Regions from separate parts of the Mus musculus genome. Here regions 1, 2, 3 and 4 are each linked to region 5. A link is a contact called in public HiChIP or PLAC-seq and promoter capture Hi-C data. All regions are on one chromosome and are shown on one strand. Each heading gives the region's core, a stretch centred on a gene start, on an enhancer-like site or on the middle of the called end of the contact. The rest is flanking DNA. Distances are from core to core; before and after follow the strand shown. Region 1 overlaps Sdccag8 (serologically defined colon cancer antigen 8). Region 2 holds the start of 2310043L19Rik (RIKEN cDNA 2310043L19 gene). Region 3 has its middle 19 kb from the start of 2310043L19Rik. Region 4 holds the start of 1700016C15Rik (RIKEN cDNA 1700016C15 gene). Region 5 holds the start of Akt3 (thymoma viral proto-oncogene 3).

Evidence for each region. Promoter capture Hi-C pulls out the DNA fragments that hold promoters and counts their contacts. HiChIP or PLAC-seq counts read pairs in DNA pulled down with a chosen protein or histone mark. Capture Hi-C pulls out chosen DNA fragments and counts their contacts.
Region 1: a contact with region 5 is called in an H3K4me3 HiChIP or PLAC-seq map of forebrain, with 4 times the contacts expected there. The contact joins the enhancer-like site here to the promoter of Akt3 in region 5. A contact is called at or near these places in 2 of 39 promoter capture datasets (hippocampal neurons and pre-B cells), 6 of 484 Hi-C or Micro-C datasets (CD4 T cells, CD8 T cells, the HPC-7 cell line and 2 more), 5 of 115 datasets of contacts at active chromatin or transcription factors (embryonic forebrain, epiblast stem cells, forebrain and 2 more) and 1 of 9 other capture datasets (adipose tissue).
Region 2: a promoter capture Hi-C map of adipose tissue shows a contact between it and region 5, with 2.5 times the contacts expected there. The contact joins the promoter of 2310043L19Rik here to the promoter of Akt3 in region 5. A contact is called at or near these places in 1 of 15 datasets of contacts at CTCF or cohesin (the NIH/3T3 cell line), 1 of 484 Hi-C or Micro-C datasets (muscle stem cells), 10 of 115 datasets of contacts at active chromatin or transcription factors (bone marrow-derived macrophages, embryonic basal ganglia, embryonic forebrain and 6 more) and 1 of 9 other capture datasets (adipose tissue).
Region 3: an H3K4me3 HiChIP or PLAC-seq map of bone marrow-derived macrophages shows a contact between it and region 5, with 3 times the contacts expected there. The contact joins the enhancer-like site here to the promoter of Akt3 in region 5. A contact is called at or near these places in 1 of 39 promoter capture datasets (embryonic stem cells), 6 of 484 Hi-C or Micro-C datasets (the HL-1 cell line, bone marrow-derived macrophages, embryonic stem cells and 2 more), 10 of 115 datasets of contacts at active chromatin or transcription factors (bone marrow-derived macrophages, embryonic basal ganglia, embryonic limb bud and 5 more) and 1 of 9 other capture datasets (liver).
Region 4: a promoter capture Hi-C map of liver shows a contact between it and region 5, with 4 times the contacts expected there. The contact joins the promoter of 1700016C15Rik here to the promoter of Akt3 in region 5. A contact is called at or near these places in 3 of 39 promoter capture datasets (cranial neural crest, embryonic stem cells and liver), 3 of 115 datasets of contacts at active chromatin or transcription factors (acute myeloid leukemia, embryonic stem cells and large pre-B cells) and 2 of 9 other capture datasets (embryonic stem cells and macrophages).

The regions. Positions count from the first base shown.
Region 1 is chr1:176,928,229-176,931,234 of GRCm38.p6, reverse strand. The region is part of intron 13 of Sdccag8 (serologically defined colon cancer antigen 8); the gene reads right to left. All of the region lies in intron 3 of Gm15423 (a long non-coding RNA gene), which reads left to right. Among named protein-coding and RNA genes, the nearest start is that of Gm15423, 11 kb to the left of the region's middle. Within about 2 kb of position 1,309, at least 17 of the 459 cell types and tissues checked have an H3K27ac peak or open chromatin away from gene starts, as enhancers often do. A contact at or near this core is called in cortical neurons, embryonic forebrain, forebrain and 1 more, where this site is marked.
Region 2 is chr1:177,641,205-177,644,218 of GRCm38.p6, reverse strand. It overlaps 2310043L19Rik (RIKEN cDNA 2310043L19 gene), which reads left to right and starts at 1,276. Exons shown (of 3, transcript NR_037994.1): 1 at 1,276-1,512; 2 at 2,105-2,209; 3 at 2,322-2,677.
Region 3 is chr1:177,622,184-177,624,924 of GRCm38.p6, reverse strand. No RefSeq gene overlaps it. Among named protein-coding and RNA genes, the nearest start is that of 2310043L19Rik, 19 kb to the left of the region's middle. Within about 2 kb of position 1,319, at least 133 of the 459 cell types and tissues checked have an H3K27ac peak or open chromatin away from gene starts, as enhancers often do. A contact at or near this core is called in the HL-1 cell line, bone marrow-derived macrophages, muscle stem cells and 2 more, where this site is marked.
Region 4 is chr1:177,728,261-177,731,111 of GRCm38.p6, reverse strand. It overlaps 1700016C15Rik (RIKEN cDNA 1700016C15 gene), which reads right to left and starts at 1,298. Exons shown (of 6, transcript NM_027077.2): 1 at 1,151-1,298. It overlaps Gm30115 (a long non-coding RNA gene), which reads left to right and starts at 1,037. Exons shown (of 5, transcript XR_373742.2): 1 at 1,037-1,449.
Region 5 is chr1:177,247,360-177,250,076 of GRCm38.p6, reverse strand. It overlaps Akt3 (thymoma viral proto-oncogene 3), which reads left to right and starts at 1,310. Exons shown (of 13, transcript NM_011785.4): 1 at 1,310-1,401. The coding sequence starts at 1,356.

The DNA of each region.
Region 1 (3,006 bases), core at 60-2,559, 320 kb after region 5:
TGATGTTAGCTTCTCTTCATTCTGAATGTGCCTGCCTAGCTGCTCTGCTTTTCTAAGAACTACACAGGCTGGAGACACTATCATTTTCCCCGCTTTATTGATCTCTGACTGCCAATGTTATTTTGACAACAGAGGATATTCATTTTTCACCCTTTTTTCTCAGTTACCTTTAGGCAAAACCTGCTTTGAGACATGAAAATATTGCAGTACTGTAGGACAAAGACCTGGGAGGTTTTCATAGACTTGATGAGAGAGAAGACGGGTTTGCAAGATTCTGTTTAAGAGTTAGAAGAGACTAAATGACAACTTTAAATCTGCCACAATCATTTACTAATGTGCCGCTATATCAAATAAGTCTGATTTTTTGACAGCACCAAATTAGATTTATTGCAGAAACTGCTGCATAAATAGCATATGGCTATGTTATACCACCTATTTCAAATCCTGGTAATGTTTCCCCCTCCCCCCTCCAAAATGAATAATTTGAGCCAAGCTATAAACCTTCTGGAAAAATAAAAAGGAGAAAGGAAGATACAAGTTTGAAAACAGACGTAGGAGACCTGAATCTTGTTGTCAAAGGCATAGCATTTGAATAAATGTGCTGACCTATCTGGAATTATGGCTCTTCAATGCACAATTAAATTTAACAGGTTGGCTTCTCATTTTTGCACAGTAATTTGATTTTTGTTTTAAGGTTTGGGCTCTAAATTATGCTTAGATTTTGTTGTTTAGTCCACAATTACATGGAGCAAAAAGGACGAGCAAGTGGCTGTAAGTCAACCATAGCTTGAATTAGGTTATTAAGAATTATTAAGGAGAAACATACATATCACCTGGTTGCTTTTAGTTTTCATTTGTGAGAAATCATACCAGGAAGTCTTTTCTAATTTTATGTATAGTCCTGATGCTGCAAACTGTGGATAAAATATAGAGCGATCACTTGGCGTGCTACAGTGGAGAAGAGAACGGCAGAGCCACACATGCTGCAAAAATCAAAGTTCCACAGAAGCTGACATTGAAAACTCATGCAACGAATTCAGAGATGGGCAGTACCTCCATTCCCAGTCTCTCTCCAACACCCAACCCCACCCCCAAGTTTGAGACACTCCAACTCAATTCTCCCTTTTGAACAAAAGTTTCAGTGCGTCCATCGATGGGAAAGGCATTGCAAGGTCTTCCCGCAGACCAATGGGCACACCGCTGCACACACCGTGGCACTGAGCTACCCCGCAGGCTCCCTCTCTGTGGTCAGTCTTCCCAGCTGCCCTATCTGTTACTGTCTGATTAGTTCTGCTAAGGAGCCCCTCCCCTGCCAGCTTTCAGTGCCATCTGTTCCACACAAGATGGCTGCTGCCCAGCAACCTAACACTGCCCTCCTACCTGGCACCCGGCTACCATCCTTACCCCAAAGTGCTAACACAGGTTCTCGCTGCTGGCAGAGTCAGGGTTTCATTACTACTACTTTGACAAGTGCAGGGTTGTTTGTAATTTCTCTTTTATCCTGATTTTGATTGTACAACCACCTCCCACTGATTCAGTTTGCTTCAGTTTTGTTGCTCACAGATTTCACTCTCCACATTAATCTCCCTCTGGCATGTTACTGCATCTGTTCCCTTTTTTATTATTAATTTTCAAATTCCCACCATTTTTGACAAAAAGGAGGTAATCTACACTCTGTTTCTGCCCATTTCATTTTCTTTAATTTGGAAGATAAGTATGAAAGCATGCCAAAGAAGTTAATTCTCCGTTAACAGTTTGTTTTCTGGCATCCCTAAGCCTTTGTATATGAAAGACAGATAGGATAAATGTTGACAAAATCACAGCAACAGAGTCGGACCATTCCTGACTCTAATGGAAAGCAAGCACATAAAGCAACATCTAAGATGTTTTTAGTGCTAGGAGTCGTCTCCAGCACCGTGACTCCCTCTACTTTTACAGATAATTTTTTTGTGAAAGTCAGCCTGGGTGCAGGATCAAAATTTGGGTTCCTCTATAGTTCTGACATGGGCTTTCTTTTTGTTGTAGATGGATTTCATTGTTCCTTAATAGGATTATCATCCTTTCTCGGCTGAAACATTGCTGACCAATTCAACCACTAAGGATTCTGAATAGATGTCTTCTTTCAGGGAGAGAAAGAACCCAAGTGCCAGCAGTGCTCACAGGAGAACTTAAGGAGCCCTGGGCTGCAACGCTGCTGCCATTAGCAAAGGACAATATCAGGAAGGAAAGGATGGCTTTCCCTCTAAAGACAAAGACTAAAGTTAGAAAAGAGGGAGTACTCTCTGTAGCCTTAATTTGTCAACGCTATAACCTTGCCAACAAGGGCTACCTAGAGTAATGGATCATGCCCTCAACTAGCCTCAAGTTTTCTAGACTGAACATTGTGACGGCTGATTACCATCATCATCATCTTTTTATATGAATTCGTTTTAAAGCATTGAAGTCTCTGAACAAGCAGAAGCATAGAAGCACAGCCCCTCTCTCTAATTTACAGAACTTTGTGTTAACATGATTTTACATATCCATGCATCCTCATCAAGACTCAGATATGATTTCTAGAAAATGAAGGGCAGTTGACAGAACAAGGATGTGTCTAAATCAAGGAGAGCCAGCCTGCTGAAGCAAACTGAGTCAGCTTCCAGAAGGCAGGCAAGGGCAACCTGCTTACCCACTAGGGACATGGTACTTTGTTTTTAGATGTCATGTCCAAGTAGAAGTGCAGTCATATAAAATTCCCCTTCTACCTCTGGGTCCATTCTTTGGGTAAATCTTTTAGTCAGAAACAGGCTCCGGTAAAGACAACAATGTTTTCAAGGCTGACTTTTTAAGAGTACCTTTTCTGCAGAAGGAATCCCCCCTCGACCTCAAAACCCAAGCAACCCATTTTTCTTTCCTGGTAAACTCCAGGACATGAGAAAGAGACTCAGTTCTCTCCGAGGTGATGGAAGCATGCTGGAGGCCACACGGAGCCACTGTGGAACAGACTTCACTTAGCTAGCCGTCTGC
Region 2 (3,014 bases), core at 27-2,526, 390 kb before region 5:
GTGCTATTAAAAAAAAAAACCCCAAAACCTCACTTGGTAACTTTTCTTCTGTGTCTGTATCCTTTCACCCCATACACACAGCCTGTTGTTAGATCTTGTAACTCCTTGTAAAATCCTCTTAGGATGCAGCCCTGAGGTAGTTCCCATTCCTTTCTCAGTTTGAAACCTGCAGCCTTGTGCATGTTAGACAAGTACTCAACCCTGTGAATTGCACCACAGCCCTGACTCCCGGGACTCTAAGCTAGCCTCTAGGTCTTCTATTCCTTCTGGTGGTTCTGTTCCAGTCAGCCTGACTTCCTGGAAGTGTCATGAGCCTGCTGGAGCAGACATGGACCAAGAGAGCCCAACAGCTGGTGGCTCCCCATGTGTTCTCCTGGCACCGATTCATACTATGTGTGGATCCGTAGACAGCCAACCTGTGCTTGCATGCCCTCCCTCTCCTCAGCCTGCCTGCCATCAAAGCTCTGGGTTCTGGTTTAAAAGTTATTGGGAAGTGATAGGAAAACTAGTCCTATGGGCTGAGGCTAGCTCAGTGGTGGGCCCTTGGTTAGCTTGAGTGAGGCTGAGTTCCATACAGCACCGGAGAAAGGCGCGCAGGAAGGAGAGGAAGGGAAGAGCTGAGGGAAGAAAGAGAGCCAAAATGGAGGGTGTTGGGCAGAGACAAGACAGAGCCTAAAGCTGGTGCTGCGGTCTTAAACATCTCCTTTGGTTTTAGGCCTCTCAGAGGCTTGACAGAAAAGTTCACTGCTCCGCGGATTTCTTGTTCTGTTCCCTCAAAGTCCTCAGTTCCCTGTCCATTTGTCCCATCACTGAATCGGCTTCCCTTTGCCAGGCCATGCTGCTGGGTCAAAGTGTGCCTCTCTATTATTAACCTGTTTAACAGCTGAGAACAGTGAAGTACCCAGAAGCTACGTGACCCACCCAGGATCACGTGGCAGTGAACCGGCTGAGACTCACCCTTCTGAGGCTGGTGCTGCCTGCTGCCCTTGGCTCAGGCAGAACCGTCCACAGACATTCACGAGCTCGTGTTACATACAGGGCAAGGTCTCAGTAGAGGCTTCTCCTCTTCCCACTGAGTTCAGTGTCAACACAGCAGTGGAGAGAAGTGATGTGGAATCCTGGGAGCTTTGTTCTGAAGGGTCTCTTGTGGCAGAGCCTGGGGACTGTTGGTGACATTTCCATAAGTGTGACACTCTGCTGGTTGGATTAGGAGGTCCTGGGTAGTAACTGAAGAGTTCACAGTGGCCCTCCACTGACAACGCTATGTTCCAAAAGGGCACAGCAGCTGTTCAGCCTGAGGGATAGGGACAGAGGCAGAAGCAGGCATGCAGGAAGCTCACCCTAGGGAGTGCCTGCAGTGAGCCAGGCACCTTAAGGAGCCTCTCCAGGGATGCTTCCTTTGAGGACTTCTATCCACTCCCAGAACTCACCTGACCAACTCCTGTCCTCCTCCCGCTCTTGTTCCTGGGTGAGGAAATCAAACCCAGAGCTTCTAAGTGGAAAGCAGAGTTGGTGAGTCAGAAGGTTCCAATGCTCTCCCCTCCTCCCCTCTCCTTTCCTCCCCTTCCCTCCCCTTTCCTCTCCTTTCCTCCCCTCCCTTCCCCTCCCCTTTCTTCCCCTCCCTTCCCCCCTTTCCTCCCCTCCCTTCCCCTCCCCTCTCCCCCTCCTTTATCCCTCCTTTCTCCCTCCTTCCCAGTCCCTTCTCTCCTCCTCTCCTTTTTCTTTTTGAGACAGAACCTCACACTTGTAACCCAGGCTCCCAAGCTTGCCTTCACTCCCAGCAATTCTCCTGCCTCAGCCTCCCAAATGCTGGGATTGCAAACACAGTACCATTCCGAGTCAAGAAGTCTTTCTTTGAAGGGACCCGTCTAAAACTAGCACAGATGAGTCCTGTCCGTGCTTTCTTCCTTTCTTATCCAGTGAGTCATGGAAGGAGCCATGGGGAAGTTGGTCTTCTCCTCTAAAACCCTTGCTGAGTTTCCCTCCAGAGTGACAGTGGCTCAGGGGCACCATTTTGGCTGCAGTCCTGTGGAGTTTCATTTTCACATTTTTATTGAAAAATCGAAATCTGGAGAATTAGAGCCTTTCCATATTGATTTTCCAGGAGCAAGTGAAAATTGCATTTTGTATAGGACTAAGGAAGTGGCACCTTGAGTGGTGACAGGGCTGACGTTGGAGATGACGTGAGACCAGGAGAACAATGGCGCTGGTGGGTATAGCCTCTGTAATTTTTTGATGTGACAAAGGCAGGAATGAAGATTGATCCACACCCATGTGACTCGATTTCTTGCATTATGATGTTAATTTCATTTTGTTTTCAGTGAACAGGAAAGAAAAGTGGGAGCTTCAGGGAACAGAAAATTCAAGTTTCACCTCGTAGCATGTTGTGGTCAGGTATCAAGTCCACACACACACACCTCTGCTCTGGCCAAGCTGGTTGCTTTGGGACAATGTGGAGAACCCACTGGAATTCCAACTAAAGTATTCACGTTGAGGCCCACCTCTGTGTTCTGGGTTCAGATCCTGCTGCTACTGTACTCTGACAAATTATATAATTCTCTGAACCTCAATTTTTCATCTGTAAATTGAGGATATTGAATAAGGTAGTAAGACTTGGGCGATTGGATTAAGAAATAAATATTGGCTAACCTAATGAATAAATAAGACGGCTGCTATACATCATTTGAATTGTTAATTAAGTGTCTGTTGTGTGCAATGACAGTCTCTTGATGAGGTAGAAATAACATTTTTTTTAAATTTTAACTTATGTTAAATATAATGTAATACACACACACACACACACACACACACACACACACACACACACACTAGTATGTGTGTAGAGATGAGGAGACAACAGGTAGGAGCCAGATCTCTCCTTCCACTACATGGGTCCTGGGATCAAACTCAGATTGTCAGGTGGCAAGTGCCTTTCCTTGCTAATCCTTGCTAGCCCCAAGACTGAAGCAAATCTTGAGGCAGTGTGAAGTGTCACAGGGGTTGTGACACTGGGG
Region 3 (2,741 bases), core at 70-2,569, 370 kb before region 5:
ATAGCAAAGGCAACATGAAAGGAAGGCACTTCTGAGATAAGGACTCACCTGACAAATCTCAGCCTCCCCTCTGCAGCCTGCTGCAGGGGTTCTGCAGGGGGCAACCTGCCCCCTGCCCCACAGGCTCAGGTGAGAGCACTGAATCCCTGAAGCCTAGAGTCTCCTCTGTACTGTCCCCTCTGCCTGCCTGCCTGCTCAGGCCTTCTGCACACACACACACACACACACACACACACACACACACACACAGACACACACAGAGAGAGAGAGAGAGAGAGAGAGAGGGAGAGAGAGAGAGCAAGAGAGAAACAAAGAGAAAGGTGGCTACATATATGCATAGACCAATCTATTATATTATATGATTTATATATATATATACACACACACACATACACACATATATACTTTTATGCACACAAATTATTTTCATGTATAATTTACACATACATATTTAGGTATATGTACACTCAGAGAAAGAGAGAGCAAGAGAGAAACAAAGAGAGAGGTGGCCACATATATACATAGACCAAACTATATATTATATGTTTATATATATATGTATATATATACATATATATATATACACACGTATATGTGTACACACACACACATATATATGTGCATGTGTGTGTATATATATACATATATGTGTATACACACATATGTGTATGTATATATATATATACATATATATGTATATATATATGTACATTTTAATCTTTTTTCCAGTGATTGGTGTGGACTTTTGCTATGGACTGTGCTTAGCTCTTCCCTTATGCAAACTCATGAAGTAGGAATTATATTCTATAGATGAAGAATCTGAAGCTAGGAGACACCAGCTAGCCGTCCATGGTGACATGGCTAGTATATAGCAGAGCAGGAACTGAACTCAGTAGTACCTCTCCTTACAGACTGTTCCTTATTCTGCTATTGGCTAGTCTTTCCCAGCAACTGTGCCGTTGGTATGAAACCCTCAGTCCGCCAGACCACCAGCGTACCCTGGCTCCGGTCCCTTTCGAGATAAGCCAATGTGGCTACACTCTTGTTCTTTTCCCAGACTTGGCCCATTTCTCTCCCCTTCATAATTTCTAATGTTATCAAAACAAACAGCCATGGTTCCTGGTTGCATGGGGCTTAATTTGCCTTATTATATAGATGGCACATATTCCTTAAGAATCCATCAAGTTTAATGTAGTGCAGGCCGAGACCGTGTCTGAGGAAGGGCCAGGGTTCATCCACAGTTCACATGGTAGAAGTGAATGAGTCACTCCTTAGTGGCACAGCCAGGGCTGGATCACCCTGCGGCTTCCTTCCTTAAATGGACAGAGATTCCAACTGCTGCGTGAATAACAAAGACCTTAATGTCCCACTGGCCAGTGGAGAACAGGCCAGCAAGCAAAGGGCCCAGAGCAGCTGTTTTTTTCCAGTGTGCTGAAGGCTGCAATCTTAACCCTGCTCAGCTGTCATGGTGAGACCTCGTGGGGTCCAGCTGAGAGGGCAGAGATGGCCCAGGGCCATGGGTTCCACCCCTGGAAAAAGCACTATTAGACTCTGTCCCATGGGCAGGAGTCCTTCAGTGTGTTCCACAGCCAGCTCCCTGCCCGGAGAAACATTGCTCTCTGAAGGAAGAGTTGACAGGTTCATTCCAGGGCGTGGCAGTGTTTCAGAATTCAAAGGAAGACAAACCTTGTCTTTAACCTGATGCCATTAAGGTCTTCTCCACTCTCCACCTTCCTGTTCCCGGCTTTTCATTCTTGGCCCTCTAGTCTGCCTTTCTGAACCTGTCTAAATATTAGATAGATAGAATTGTTAAAGGGTCGTTACGCAGCGCCCCCCTCCTTTGTTAATTAGAGATGCAAAAGGTCACTCTTCTAGGAACTTTTACTTTCCTGCACAAAGTGCAAATCTATTAGAAAAAAAAAAAAGAGTACTGTAAGATTCCACATGAATTGCGATCACTAGGGAAAGTGTACTGTTTTCCTCGTGAACAGAGTAATGATTCAACAACACAGCTAAAAGAACCTTGAACGTGAGCTTGGGACCAGAATAGCGTAGAGGTTAAGAACACGAGGTATGGAAATCAGGCTATGGGGCTCTGCTTCCTGCTTCCTGCTTCCTGCTTCCTTAGGGCACTCGGGGTAAGCCCCTGATTCGAGATCTCATCCTCAGGTTTCTCAGCGGAGAATCAGGAACAGACTTCTCTGGGCTAGTGTTAAAACTAACGAGGTCACATGGAATGGCCCACAGCTAGCAAGAGCTTACAAAATGAAAACTCCACTTCTCTCCTTGTTTTTTTCTTCCCCCTCCCCTTAAGGAATCCATATTTTTACACTTCGGGGACAAACATCACTCAGTAGACTTTGGCGGGTCGTTGAAGTCACAAGCAGGCTACCCAAAAGAATTCGCTCCGACCCAAGGCCTTTCTATGTTACGGGCCGACTGTGTGATGGCTGCTGGCGCCTCTGGTTCCCAGCCAGGCTGCGGAGGCGTGAGGGCCCCTTTCATGCTTATGAGTGACTGGGGCTGGTGAGCTCCTTTGTTGAGCTTCTTTGTCCATATGCAAGGGAATGGGGTCAGTGTCCCTTCCCTACAAACACTGTGCCCGCATGGCCACCCTGTAGAGAGCCTGCTTTGTTGCTGCTGCTGGTGTTTTATCTAAACTTTCTTTAAACTGACCTCCTTTCTCCGCATCGTATGTGACAATAATTGGCCCCCTATCAAATGTTTCTGAAGGGAGCCCC
Region 4 (2,851 bases), core at 49-2,548, 480 kb before region 5:
GCTATAATAGAAAAGGCATCCATAATTTATATATCTAAAGCGGCATTATTTATTTTCTAGAAAATAATCTTTGGTTTTGTTTTTTTTTAATGTTGTGAGATAATTTCTACATTGCCACAGTTATTGTAATTCTTAATCTTAATATTTAATAGTTATTAATATTATAGAATATTAATATATTAATAGTTACCATATATTAATAGTTAATCTTAATGTTTAGTGTTCCCAACACCTTCTAACACCTGAAACCCTTTGGTGACTGATTACATCCAAACCATAGCAATCAGCTGTGTAGGGTTATCAGCTGTGTGTAGATAGTACCTGTTGACTTTCTAGATACATTTTGTAAAGCCCTTTCTCCTTGGAAGAGCTGTGTCTGTATTCAGGACATTCAGGGTAACATAGTCACATGACAACATAGAGACAGCATAGGGGTGTTAGACCTGCTTAGCCCCGTGGCTGCAGGGTTGCTCTGCAGCTGGGTATACCAAACTTTTATAAAATACTGAGAAAAAAAATATTCAAAACATCCCAAGTAGACCACTGTTCACATTCTAAAATAATTTTTAGGGGCAGAGACATAGCTTAACGGTTTCAAGAGCTTGCTGTTTTTTCAGAGGACGAAGTTCAGTTCCCAGTACTCAGGCAGCTAAAACTTCCTGAACCTCCAACTCCAGGGGATTTGCTAGCTTTCATGGCAGGAAGCATGGCAGCAGGTCTCATGTACACATACCCGCACGCAGATATATACACATACCTAACACCTGAGTCGAGTTGGGGGGAAGAATTCCTAGCTTTGCAAAGAATTCCAACCATAAAGTTGTAAGTTGTAAGCACCTATTCAAAATGTGCCAGGTAGTGATGGCTTGTGCCTTTAATCTCAGCACTTAGGAAGCAGATATCTGAATCCGAGGCCAGCCTTGTCTATGGAGTGAGTTCTAGGACACCCAGGATAACACAGAGGAAATCCTGTTTTGAAAATCCAAACCAAACCAAACCAATTAACCAACCTACCAATCAACCATCCAACCCACCAACCAACTAACCAACCAAGCAAACAAACAAAAAGCAAAAGCAATCCTCTCATTTAGCCATGTAGCCACGGAGTGAGAGGAGAGAGGCCCAGGCAGTAAGAGCCTTGCTGCATTACCGGCTTGGCTTGGGCAGCAGTGGGCAGGGGCCTCCTTCTTCAAAGAAGTTTTCCTCTGAGGGCAGCAAGAAATTGAGCCACCTCTGTGTGGGGCATGCTGTGAAAAGTACAAGGCAGAGCTGTGAGACCTGATCCCTTTACATCACTCAAAGGGGATTATGATGCACGGTGGAGTGGAAAGTTGTGCTAAGCAGTGCTGTTCAGGCTTAGAGAAAGCCTGTTTTGAACGTCTCTAACAGAAAGCATAGCTGCGCATAGAACGTAAGGGCAGAAATTGGTGTCAGGGAGAAACCATACAGGTAAGTGACCCAGACTATCAACCACTAAACTTGTTTTTCTACAAACATTGCTTCAAGGGGAACGTAAGGTCAGGGATCTGGTGTTGCATGTGTCCTTTGCAAGTTGGAACTGAGAAGGGCTGTCACAGGGACAAAGGAATCCAGCACTGCCTGGTCTAAAATGACACTAGTCTATGGAAGGCCGCTGCTACTAAAGCCATTGAAAGAGGTTTTTAATTGTTCAGGAATATGATTCAAACCAAGCCACCAACCATCACTGTTGCACAACTACACAGAGAAGCGAGTCTCAGCCAGGAAAGAGAATGGCTGTAGAATGGTTGTTCAGATACCATAGCAAAACTAAGCCCAAAACAAACACTGGCATTGTCTACAAGAGGCTGGCCTGGAAACAGGGCAGGGCTCGATCAAACAAAGTTTGCAAGTAGGAAGAGAAATATTCATCTGCAGCTCCTGATGGCATGGACAGGAAGCCTGGGCCAAGGCTGTTTTTTTTTTTTTTTTTTTTTTTTTTTTCCTTTCAGTCTGGGTCCCACCCTGTAGAATGATGTCACTCACAACCAGGGTGGTTTTCACACTTCCGTTAAGCCCCTCTAGAAACACCCCCTCAACATGCCCAGGGATGTGTCTCCTAGGAGATTGAAGTTGACAGTGAAGATTAGCCATCAGGACAGTTATGACTTTTCTTCTTCAGATTTTCAAGTTTGGAAGTATAATCCTTAAATAACTCTCTCCAGTGTCTGCTGGGGAGTCATGAGCTGGGGACAGCATCTCTTCATTATCTTTCCTTCCTTCTGTGATGATTAAAGAGACTTCTCTCATTTGCATAGACTCTCTAAACATTCCCTTAAGCTGACAGGATGGCTCAGTGGACAAAGACACTTGCCACCAAGCCGGAAGACCAGAGTTCAATTCCTGGGACCCACGTTAATTTTAAAAAGTGAGAACTGACTCCTGTAAGTTGTCCTCTGACTTCCACATGTGTGCTGCATGCTGCTTCCCCCCCCCCAAGTAAACAGGGGTGGGTTGTTTTAAAAATAACACCTGTTTCCAGAATTCAGGTAATATAGAAAAACAAAGAATATTTAAAGTAATATAATCTTCAACCCAGAGAGACTAGTATGCATATCTAATTAATCACTAATTAAATTATGGCTACTACTGGGGCAGTGTGTAGTGTCTTGGTGCCTAGCTGATCAGAATTCCTTCCAGTATGGAGCAATTGTGCTCAGGATCCCTCCCCTGCCATCTACAAACATCCCTTGTAGTCACCAACTTGGAAAATGCAATCCGCCAGCCGGCCATGACACTTAACACTCCTCAGGCCTCCTCACTGACATCTCTCCCTGCCTCATGGAAAGGTGACTTTAAAGATGGAGGAGTTTCTAGTCACTGGTGCAGGGGC
Region 5 (2,717 bases), core at 61-2,560:
TACTATCTGGGAATTCAACCTTGAATTTAATTCTATACATATTTATGAAGGTCCGACTTCATAGAATAGTACAATTAGTCTATGTACCTATTTTTTTTTTCTGTTTACTTAAAGTTTATGTTGTGTGTCACTTAAGACTGGTTATCTGGCCCATATTTTTGCAAATGTGGAAGCACTTTCACAAAGTTCTGTGGCAACATTTCCCCTCTTAGATTGGTAGGGACAATAATAGTGCAGTTCATTAAGCTTATTGCTCTATGTAAGGATGCCTTGAAGAAACCTTTTACTAAGTTATCATGTAAAGACCTAGGGGATAAACTTCTGGTTAATATCTTAGGAAACACTGTTTTCTTCTCAGCAGCTCTCGTCTTTTTTGTATTACAGACATTAATACTGAAACCTATCATGGTTTTGAATTAGCAGTTTTCCTAAAACATTTCATTCCAAATTTTTGACTTTCACAAGTAGAGTTTTGAAATGAAGAGTGCCAATTTAGGAGTGAGGTACTCCAAATTCAGATTTTGGCTCTACAGCTTACTACCTTGAAATCTAGCAATTAGTTATTCTCTTTGAGCCCCAGGCTCACAGTTCTGTGAAATGAAGGCCGAGTGTCCTAACAGAGTTGTAAAGATTATCAGAGAATGACAGATGAACAATTTTGGCATGTCTTTTCTACTTTTATATTTCCTTTGTTCTACTTTTTGTATCTACCCAAGGAAATAATGTTGTATACTTAATGTAATTTACCTAAAATATTTTTAGAACAAGGCAGATTATATGAATGTTAGTTTCTTGCAACATTGTATTTTACATAAAATAAAGCAATTAAAACTATAATGATTTTTGAAATTAAAGGGATGTGGGCCACTCAACTTTCATTCTTTCTCCCCTTCATCCCAAATACACAGTACAAAATGTGCTTTCTGTATATTTGTAGATCTGACAGTTATTTTGTTAGGACATTTAATTTCAGTCTCTTAAGTTAAATATTTCACTATCATTTAACATCTGCCACAAGACCAGAGCAGTGTATTCATAGAACCATTTATTAATCCCCCCATGTTTGAGAAGCTAGACTTTATGTGCGGTCAGGCCAATTGAAGACATTTACAAAGACTTAGTTGTTTGTTATTGCTATGTGAGTTCAAGAATGGAAAAAAAAAAAAGAAATTCTTTCTTCAATACTTCCTTCCAGGCTGAGTCATCACTAGAGAGTGGGAAGGGCGGCAGCAGCAGCAGCAGCAGCAGCAGCAGCAGCAGCAGCAGCAGCAGCAGCAGCAGCAGCGAATCCAAACCCTAAAACTGACCTGCAAAGCACCATTTCTCCAAGTTGGGGGGCTCAGAGGGGAGCCATCATGAGCGATGTTACCATTGTGAAAGAAGGTTGGGTTCAGAAGAGGGGTAAGTTAAGTGCTGAGCTGTGAGTGGGTGCTGAGAGTTGGTCTTTCCTCTGGCGCTGTTGAATCAAGTGGGAAGTGCTGTCTGATAGGGCTGAAAGAAACTTTACCATGTATGTTAGGAGTCTGCTTATTTAGGGATTTCCTTCTAATTCTTTTTTTTTTGTAGTTTATAATTATGACGTTAGATTTTTGCATGCATGCATGTTAGTAATGTATTTTTCTATAATGTCTTCAGATTCAACAGACTTTACAGAATTTAACATAGAAATGAACTCTTGTGTCTATAAATGATATATTGATATTTAGATAAAAATATGGCTCTGTGTAAATTTGTATGGTAGCATAAAGAATTAATATAGTAAGGCGAGGGCTTACATTTAAACTGTTAGACTAAACAGACCCATAAATTAGGTAAATTAAAGCTCTTATATAAAAATTCAAATGTGGACAGTGATTTTTTTTGTTTAATTTTATATTTTTTGTTTACATGATCTACTTTTACTGTATATTTCCTGTCCACTCTTTTTTGATAAAGGCATTATTTTTATTATTAAATAACTGCTATAAAATTTAGTTTATAATGTGAGTGATCACCTCCTTACTTAATCTATATGTTTATTAGAGATCTGGACTTTAGGCTAGTTGCTCAGCAATTATACCTGTCTACGTACATGGCCAGATTCAGTAGACTGAGGAATCCTTTTGGCCCTATTTGAGAGTTGAAAGTTACCTCTAACCACTGACTTTCATTTCTTTGAAAATCTTTGGTTAATGCTTAGGCTAAAGAGCTGTTGTCAGTTTTTAAATGGAATTTTAAAATAGGCCTTATCAAGTTATAATTTACATACAATAAATATTCCAAAAAACCCTTTTAATGGGTTGTGCCTTTTTATGGTGTACATTTGTGGTGATGTAACAAACACTACAGGCCTAAAATAGAACATTTCTATCACTCTAAAAAGTTCTTTCCATGTTGCTTTTAGTTCACTGCTTCTCTTTCAACTTTGGCAATCACCTGATGTGTTGTCTCTTACTATAATTATGATTTTCAAAGATTTCAGTTCAGTGGACTCATAAAACCCATGGTCTTTTGTGTCTAGTTTCTTTCCTACTCACACTTCACTGCTTTATCCATGTCGTTTATGTGAAAAGAAGAACTACTTCAGGAAATACTATTCTTCATTTATTTGTTTATTTTTAACTAATTTTCTTTTTGAAACAGAATCTCACTTTATACCCAAGTTGCAGTTAGACTTACTATGTAGCTCAGGTAGTTATTCAACTTGATGATTCTCCTGTCTAGGTCTCTTGAGAACT